Linked DNA regions of Sus scrofa: region 1 is linked to region 2. Evidence: chromatin contacts called from public HiChIP or PLAC-seq data. All regions are on one chromosome and are shown on one strand. The core of a region is the stretch at or near the end of the contact, and the rest is flanking DNA. Distances in the headings are between cores, read along the strand shown. Region 1 overlaps NMNAT2 (nicotinamide/nicotinic acid mononucleotide adenylyltransferase 2). Region 2 has its middle 7.3 kb from the start of SHCBP1L.

What was found. HiChIP or PLAC-seq counts read pairs in DNA pulled down with a chosen protein or histone mark.
Region 1: a contact with region 2 is called in an H3K27ac HiChIP or PLAC-seq map of skeletal muscle. The contact joins two enhancer-like sites. A contact is called at or near these places in 1 of 47 Hi-C or Micro-C datasets (embryonic fibroblasts) and 1 of 2 datasets of contacts at active chromatin or transcription factors (skeletal muscle).

Annotation. Positions count from the first base shown.
Region 1 is chr9:124,566,841-124,570,622 of Sscrofa11.1, reverse strand. The region is part of intron 4 of NMNAT2 (nicotinamide/nicotinic acid mononucleotide adenylyltransferase 2); the gene reads left to right. Among named protein-coding and RNA genes, the nearest start is that of SMG7, 130 kb to the left of the region's middle. Within about 2 kb of position 2,177, at least 9 of the 83 cell types and tissues checked have an H3K27ac peak or open chromatin away from gene starts, as enhancers often do. A contact at or near this core is called in skeletal muscle, where this site is marked.
Region 2 is chr9:124,227,280-124,230,994 of Sscrofa11.1, reverse strand. No RefSeq gene overlaps it. Among named protein-coding and RNA genes, the nearest start is that of SHCBP1L, 7.3 kb to the right of the region's middle. Within about 2 kb of position 1,479, at least 1 of the 83 cell types and tissues checked has an H3K27ac peak or open chromatin away from gene starts, as enhancers often do. A contact at or near this core is called in skeletal muscle, where this site is marked.

The DNA.
Region 1 (3,782 bases), core at 928-3,427, 340 kb before region 2:
CCATGGCAGAGTCCCACAGGAAACTGCCACACGCTGCTCCCGACCAGCTGAAGACAAACCCCAGTGGGTCTCCTCCTGTGTAAGGGATAACAGGTAAATTTCAGCTACTCCTTTTTGTTTTTGTTTTTTGTTTTTTTTTTTGCCTTTTCAGGCCTCACCTGCAGCATACGGAAGTTCCCAGGGTAGGGGTCAAATCAGAGCTGAATCTGCCAGCCTGCGCCACAGCCACAGCAATGTAGGATCTGAGCCGTGTCTATGATCTGAACCACAGCTCATGCCAACACCAATCCTTAATCAATTGAGCAAGGCCAGGGACTGAACCCACGTCCTCAGGGATGCTAGTCAGGTTCGTTTCTGCTGAGCCACAATAGGAACTCCTCAGCTACTCTTTAATGACTTGGAGACATATACACTTTAATTAGATATAAATGGGCCATTTTACCTAATTAAGAGTTAGGATCAGGGGAGTTCCTGTCCTGACTCAGTGGTTAACGAACCTACTGGTATCCATGAGGATGCGGGTTCGATCCCTGGCCTTGCTCAGTGGGTTAAGGATCCAGCGTTGCTGTGAGCTGTGGTGGAGGTTGCAGATGTGGCTTGGATCCTGTGTTGCTGTGGTTGTGGTGTAGGCCGGTGGCTACAGCTCCAATTCAACCCCTAGCCTGGGAACCTTCATTTGTCACGGGTGTGGCCCTAAAAAGACCAAAAAAAAAAAAAAAAAGAGTCAGGATCGGAGAGTTTAAAATTGAAGTGTCCTGTTTTCTCAACGTTAAGCTGCATGCTTTTCATGCTGAACACTTTTGCAATTAGAATAAGGCATACAAGCAACAATATTTATTTTAATGTAGGGTTTCTTCCCCAACACATACACATAAAGACACACCAACAAACATTATTCAAATTGATGGTACACGTTAGAATTAAATATAATAGCATTATTGTTGCTTTCGTCTATGTTGGTGGTGGGGAGAGAAAAGATTTTAGGAAAAAGGGACTTTCTGAGTAATCATGAAGCCCTGTGGGCAGGAATGGTTCTCAGGGAGGCTGGAGACCCAAATCCGGAATGCTGTGGGGGACCCTTAAGTATTTTTATCTCTCATCTTTACCTCCTTTCGTGTCTGATTCATTGCTCCTTCTTTCTGCTGACTTGCCACCTCTACATCTCAAGCGTCACAGAATGGCCAACCATGGCATCAGAGAAGGACCAAATCTCCTTATCCAGTGTTTTTCTGTCTCTCCTCTAAAGCTAATATCAGGGGAAAGATTCCTATTGGCCCGTCTAGCCAAGTCAATTGCAAATGGATTTGGAGAGTAGGGTCACATTTTATTAGATGGCAGCCAACTTCCTGTCACTGTGGGTCAGCAGAGGGAGACAGTGTAAATTGAGCAGATTTTCCATAAAGTCTCCCGCAGGAGGCAGACTTTTCCTGCTGCAGAAGAGCATTCCAGCGGCACTAAGTATTGGGGTTGGGAAGGCCAGTAGGCACGGCCCCCAGGGACAAGTCACCTAGACCAGGTCTGGGAGGGTTGCTAGCTCGGAAAGCAGACCTGTGCTCAGACCAGCAGTGGCCATGCTGGCTCTCCATGGGACTTCCAGGGCTTCGCACTCATCTCCATCTTTCTCAGAAAGGGCTAGGGACAGAGAGCCACTGCCCAAGAACATTGGGGCAGTGGCAAGGAGGCAGAAATGGTGAAGCAGAGATGGTGAATCCAGAAAGGCTCATTAACCTTCAGAGCAACACCTAAAATCTTAGCCTTGGATTATGTCCAAAGAAAGCCCAGCCCCTCCGCTGTCTCTGGAGGTAAGAAGGGGTGGTGCAGTAGATGGGGAGGAAACCAGGAAGCCAGGGTCCCAGCCCGTGGTGTCCGGCCCCTCACCTTTTATCCGGGATCTGCCAGCTCAGCCTGCCATGGCTAGAGTCCAGCTGCAGAGCTCTGTGGTCTTCGGTTCTGGGACCAGGTGATGAACCCCTCACATGACACCTTCCTCTCACCTTTCTGGCCCTGAGCCCTCCTTTCTGGCCCTGAGCCCTGGCTGCAAGCAACCTCTCTGCCCACTCTGGGAGCTGTGGGGGCAGCTGACATCTGATAAGCCACCGGCCTAGAGATTTGGCAGTAAAGCTGCTCGCTGTGTTGGAGAGGATGTCAAGTGAGAAAGGGTAATGCTCGGTGCCAGCTCCTCTGAAACTCAGGAGAGCCAGGGAGCAGACGGCAGGGAGGAGCAGGGAGCCTCCCTGGGCCAAAGAAGAAAAACAGCGGCCAAAAGAGCTATTTTTATTCCCCATTCTTCAGTCACCACTCTCAAGAGATCTGCCCTCATGACTCACAAATGTCCTTGTGCACCAAGAAATCACCTGGTTTTTAGGTACAGAGAGTTCTCTGCTGCCGAATAAACATCTGTTCTCTTCCTCAGCCACTCACCCTAATGACTCTGAGAAAGACTAGTCTCTGTGCCATGTACACATTTTCACATGGGAAGAGCTGTTGGAAACCTGTTGGAAAGCTGTAGGAGCCACTGATAGACATAAACTGTCACCCAACATGAAGGATTGCCTAGAAATATGGTTTATTAGGTTGGCTGAATTGGTAATCCTTGTGCCAATACATCTCCATAATTTGCATGTGAACTGAGCTTCTCTCGCCAATTTCGGTCTCTGTTTTCCTATTATGGAAAGAAAAGAGTTATGAACACTGCTAGGAAATGGTAAACGGTGACAGTCATCCCACTGCTTTTACCCGTGTGCAGCATGATTGCACACTAATTCTGTCTTTCTCCTCTTGGTCCTTCCCCAGTCCTTTTCCATCCACCTGCTGTCCCAGCCCTTGCCTAAGCCTGAAGCCAAACCTTCAGCTAACCTGGTAACTCTTCCTCCGACGTGTATCTGGAGCCCGTCTTTCCCTTTCCATCTGTCTCCCTCATCCACTCCCACCTCATCCATTGCGGTATTGGTCTTGTAGCTTCTCAGTCCTTTCTCCTCATAGCCCAGAGTGCTTTTCTGAAAACGTAAGTGAGATCATGTCCCTCCCTTTCTTAAAAATTGCATCAGTGACTTCATATTTCCCTTAGTATATGCCTCAAGGTAATATGTTGCCTGCCGAACCATTCTAGTGATACTGAACCTTTCAAGGTCTAGAAAACACTGAACTTTATCGTGTCCTAGAGTTTTTGCACTGCACTGCCATGCCTCCACTTGGCATGCTAAGCCTCTAAGTCTCTGATTTCCTCCTCATGTATGCCTCGAAGGAAAATTACTTTTTCCAACACATCTTCTCCGACAGCCATGTCTAAGTAGCTTTTCTCACCTGTTTCCTGTGTGCCTGATTACTGCATTCTGTTCACGTCTTTTTTCTCAGTGTGCCTGTGTGTGTGTGTGTGTGTGTGTGTGTCTGTGTGTCTGTGTGTGTCTGTGTGTGTACTTCAAAATAAATACCTGTCTTGCCTGTCTCCCTCCTCCAGGTTGTAGGCTCTTTGAGGCAGGGACATGTCCCTTTGGTGCACCTCCGACCTTCAGCTCCCAGGCTGGGTACCCTGGATATAGTAGATGCTCAAGAAATTGCTATTCACTTCTTTTCTGAGCAACTGCTGCATATAAAGAACTGTACTATGTGTTGGGCAAATAATGAAATAAAGCAGACTGTCCACCTAGGGCCAATGGTCATAACACATGATTTAACTGTTATTTGATATGAGGGGAGAAAAGGTGACGGCTCTTCTAATACCCAAAACACATTGAAATTGCATTAAAAAGTGGTAACAACAGACATCTATTTGCTCCACTGGG
Region 2 (3,715 bases), core at 230-2,729:
TTGTATCTATATGAGGTGATGGATGTTAACTAAGCTTGTGATAATCCTTTCATGACATGTAAGTTAAATCATTCTGCTGTACATCTTAAACTTATACAGTACTATATGTCAAGTTTTTTTTTGTTTGTTTGTTTTTTTTTTTGTCTTTTTGTCTTTTCTAGGGCTGTACCCACAGCATATGGAGGTTCCCAACTAGGGGTCTAATTGAAGCTGTAGCCACCGGCCTATGCCAGAGCCACAGCCAATGCAGGATCCGAGCCATGTCTGCAACCTACACCACAGCTCACGGTAACGCTGGATCCTTCACCCACTGAGCAAGGCCAGGGATCGAACCTGCAACATCATGGTTCCTAGTCGGATTCGTTAACTACTGAGCCACAACAGGAACTCCTCATTTTTTTCTTTTTACAGCCCCAACTGGGGCATATGGAAGTTCCCAGGCTAGGGGTTGAATGAGATCTGCAGCTGAGGCCTATGCCACAGGATCCAAGCCGTATCTGTGACCTATGCCACAGCTTGCAGCAACACTGGGTCCTTAACATGCTGAGCCAGGCCAGGGATGGAATCCACATTCTCACATACACTATGCTGGGTTCTTAACCCAATGAACCACAACAGGAACTCATATATATCATTTTTATCTCAATACAACTAGAAGAAAAAATAATTTGGTTCTATGGCTCAAAACCAGAATAGGAAACTTACCTGTTTTACCAAAAACCTGTTGGCTTTATGAATATACACGATGTAAATTATCCATTATTGGTTTTTTAAAGTAGAAGGATTTTTTTTTTTTTTTGTCTTTTGTCTTTGTTGTTGTTGTTGCTATTTCTTGGGCCGCTCCCGTGGCATATGGAGGTTCTCAGGCCAGGGGTTGAATCGGAGCTGTAGCCACCAGCCTACGCCAAAGCCACAGCAACGCGGGACCCGAGCCGCGTCTGCAACCTACACCACAGCTCACGGCAACGCCGGATAGTTAACCCACTGAGCAAGGGCAGGGACCGAACCCGCAACCTCATGGTTCCTAGTCGGATTCGTTAACCACTGCGCCAAGACGGGAACTCCCTACAGCAGAAGGATTTATTGGCCCATATAGCAGAAGAGCCCAGAGTGGGTTCCAAGCTTCAAGCAGAGTTGGATCAGGGCTTTGGCTTTTTCTTTCTCTGTCCTCATTGGTGCTGGCTGTGTACCCAGGCTGACTCTCTTCCTGGCTATAAGAAACATCTCAGCAGGAAATGATCTTATGATTTCATTGTAGGTTTACTGAACTGTTTTACTTTCCTTCGAAATCCAGCAGGTGCTGCATTATTACAAAAATGGTATTTGCGTATTTGACAAATGGTTCTTCAAAGCATCAAAGTGCTAAAGCACCAAACTTTTGATGCTGGACAATGAATAAGGGGTAATATGAGGGCTGTGGACACTCTCACTGTCCAAGAGCATGTGGTCTCTTCAAGTTGAACAGCTGTGTTGGTCACTCATCAGGGAAGCACCCAAGCCTTTGCTTATTTGGAAGACCTGGCACTTAGAGCTAAGCCTTCCTACATTATCACATGGCCAATTTTCTTCAGAGTCCTATCATGATTGATTATTTTAAGAGATGTGGAAAATGAAGCAATGGATATTTTAAAATATCAAGACTTATTTCTATGAACATGGACAGAGCCTAAACAATAACATGAAAAAAATTTTCAAATGTATCATTCTCTATTACTGTATTTTATTACGCACGGTAGTTCTATTTCTAGTCTGATTGTTAAGCAAAGGAGTCAATTTGTATGCTGGCCTAAAATTGCACTGACACGTTCTCCATAGCATAGCCTCTGTCTTCCAGTATGTGGGTCCACATACGTGTGTGGCCTGTAGGGTGGGGGGTGGAGTCAGGGGGATGGTCAGGGAAGTGAGAATAAGCTACTGCTGCTGAGGTCAGCAGCAGGTAACAATCTAAGTGCATCTATGCGCCAACCACGGTTTTGAGCTTTTTTAACAGACATTATCTCAATTAATTCTTATAACCACCCAGTGATACGATTTCTATCATGTTCCCATTTACAGAGAGAAAACCAAAGTTCAGAAAAGCAAGTACATTTCTCAAAGTTGCCTAGCTACAAAGGGGTTAATCGGAGCTCTCTTCCTCCAGAGCCTGAGGGCTCAAATACTAGCCTGAAATGGCTTCCAGTGCTCTTTCCTCTGAAGTTGGCTGCTTGATGGTCCCTAGCAATGCAACGAGAGATGTTTCCCACCTACATTCTGTGCCCTCTGAGAAGCCTTTTCTCTGAGGGATCCATAGATTTATGTTTAGAATAGAAGAGCTTGCCCACGTGTTTTTCTCCTCCAGGAAACACTGTATTTCCTTTAGTCTAATGGCCTTCTTCCCTTTTCATATAATTCAGTATGCTTCAAACTTAATCAAGAAGCTATTATTTGATTCTTTAAAATCTGTTTTTCTAATTGTGATACAAATACCACACAAATTGAAAACTTTTACGAAAAAGAAAACATGGAAATACGTAAAGAACCACATAAAATCCCCTAAAACTCCTAAATAATATTATTAACATTCTCTGGCATTTTCTTCTAGTATATACAGCTTCGTATTTTGTTTTTATTTAATATATGGTTATATGGTAAACATTTTCTCATAATTCTTGAAGGCAACTCTGTTTATCTGAGTCAACATTATATTTCCAGGACTTAGCAGAGTACCTGGGAATACAGCAGTCAGCATCTAATTAGGTGGTTTTTTTTGTGTGTGTGTGTCTTTTTTTTTTGCGCTGCCCCCCACGGCACATGAAGGTTCCCAGACTAGGGGCCGAATCTGAGCTGTAGCTGCCAGCCTACACCACAGCCACAGCAACATGGGATCCGAGCCATGTCTGCAACCTACACCACTGCTCATGGCAATGCTGGATCCCCAACCCACTGAGGAAGGCCAGGGACTGAACCTGCATTCTCATGGATACCAGTCGTTTGTTAACCAATGAGTCAGGATGTGAGCTCCAGCATCTAATTAGTAATGGCTAGCTATTTAATAAATACTAGTTGATTGAATGACTGACGTTATATATTCTTGCAAAATTTTTTAAAGGCCACATAAGTACCAATCTCTCAAAAAAAGTTTAACTGTGAAATCATATTAAGATGGAGCATTTTCAGAAGTTTCACCAGGGAAAGGCAAAACAGTGTAACCTAAAGAACCCTGGGGCAGGAGTCAGGCTGGCATGCTCTAGCTCAGCTCAACCATCGTACATATAACAACACACACCATTTTATTTCTTAATACTTCAGTCTCCTCATCTGTGATATAAATGGGCTTATTGAACTTCTTGCTAAGATTCACTTCTTTTTAGGGCCACAGTCACGACATATAGAGGTTCCAGGCTAGGGGTCAAATCAAAGCTGCAGCTGCTGGCCTATGGCTCAGCTTCAGCAACACCAGATTCAAATAGGGTCTGCGATGCATACTGCAGCTTTCAGCAACGCTGGATCTTTTAACCCACTGAGTGAGGCCAGAGATTGAAGCCAAATCCTCCTGGATGCTAGTGGGGTTATTAACCCACTGAGCCTAAGATTCACTTCTATTTTTACACTGTATCACTTTCTTTCTTTGAGTGTTACTGTGATACATAAATATATTTTATTTATTTATTTACTTTTTGGCAAAGCCCATGGCATACAGAATTTCCTGGGCCAGGGACTGAACCTGCGTCACAGC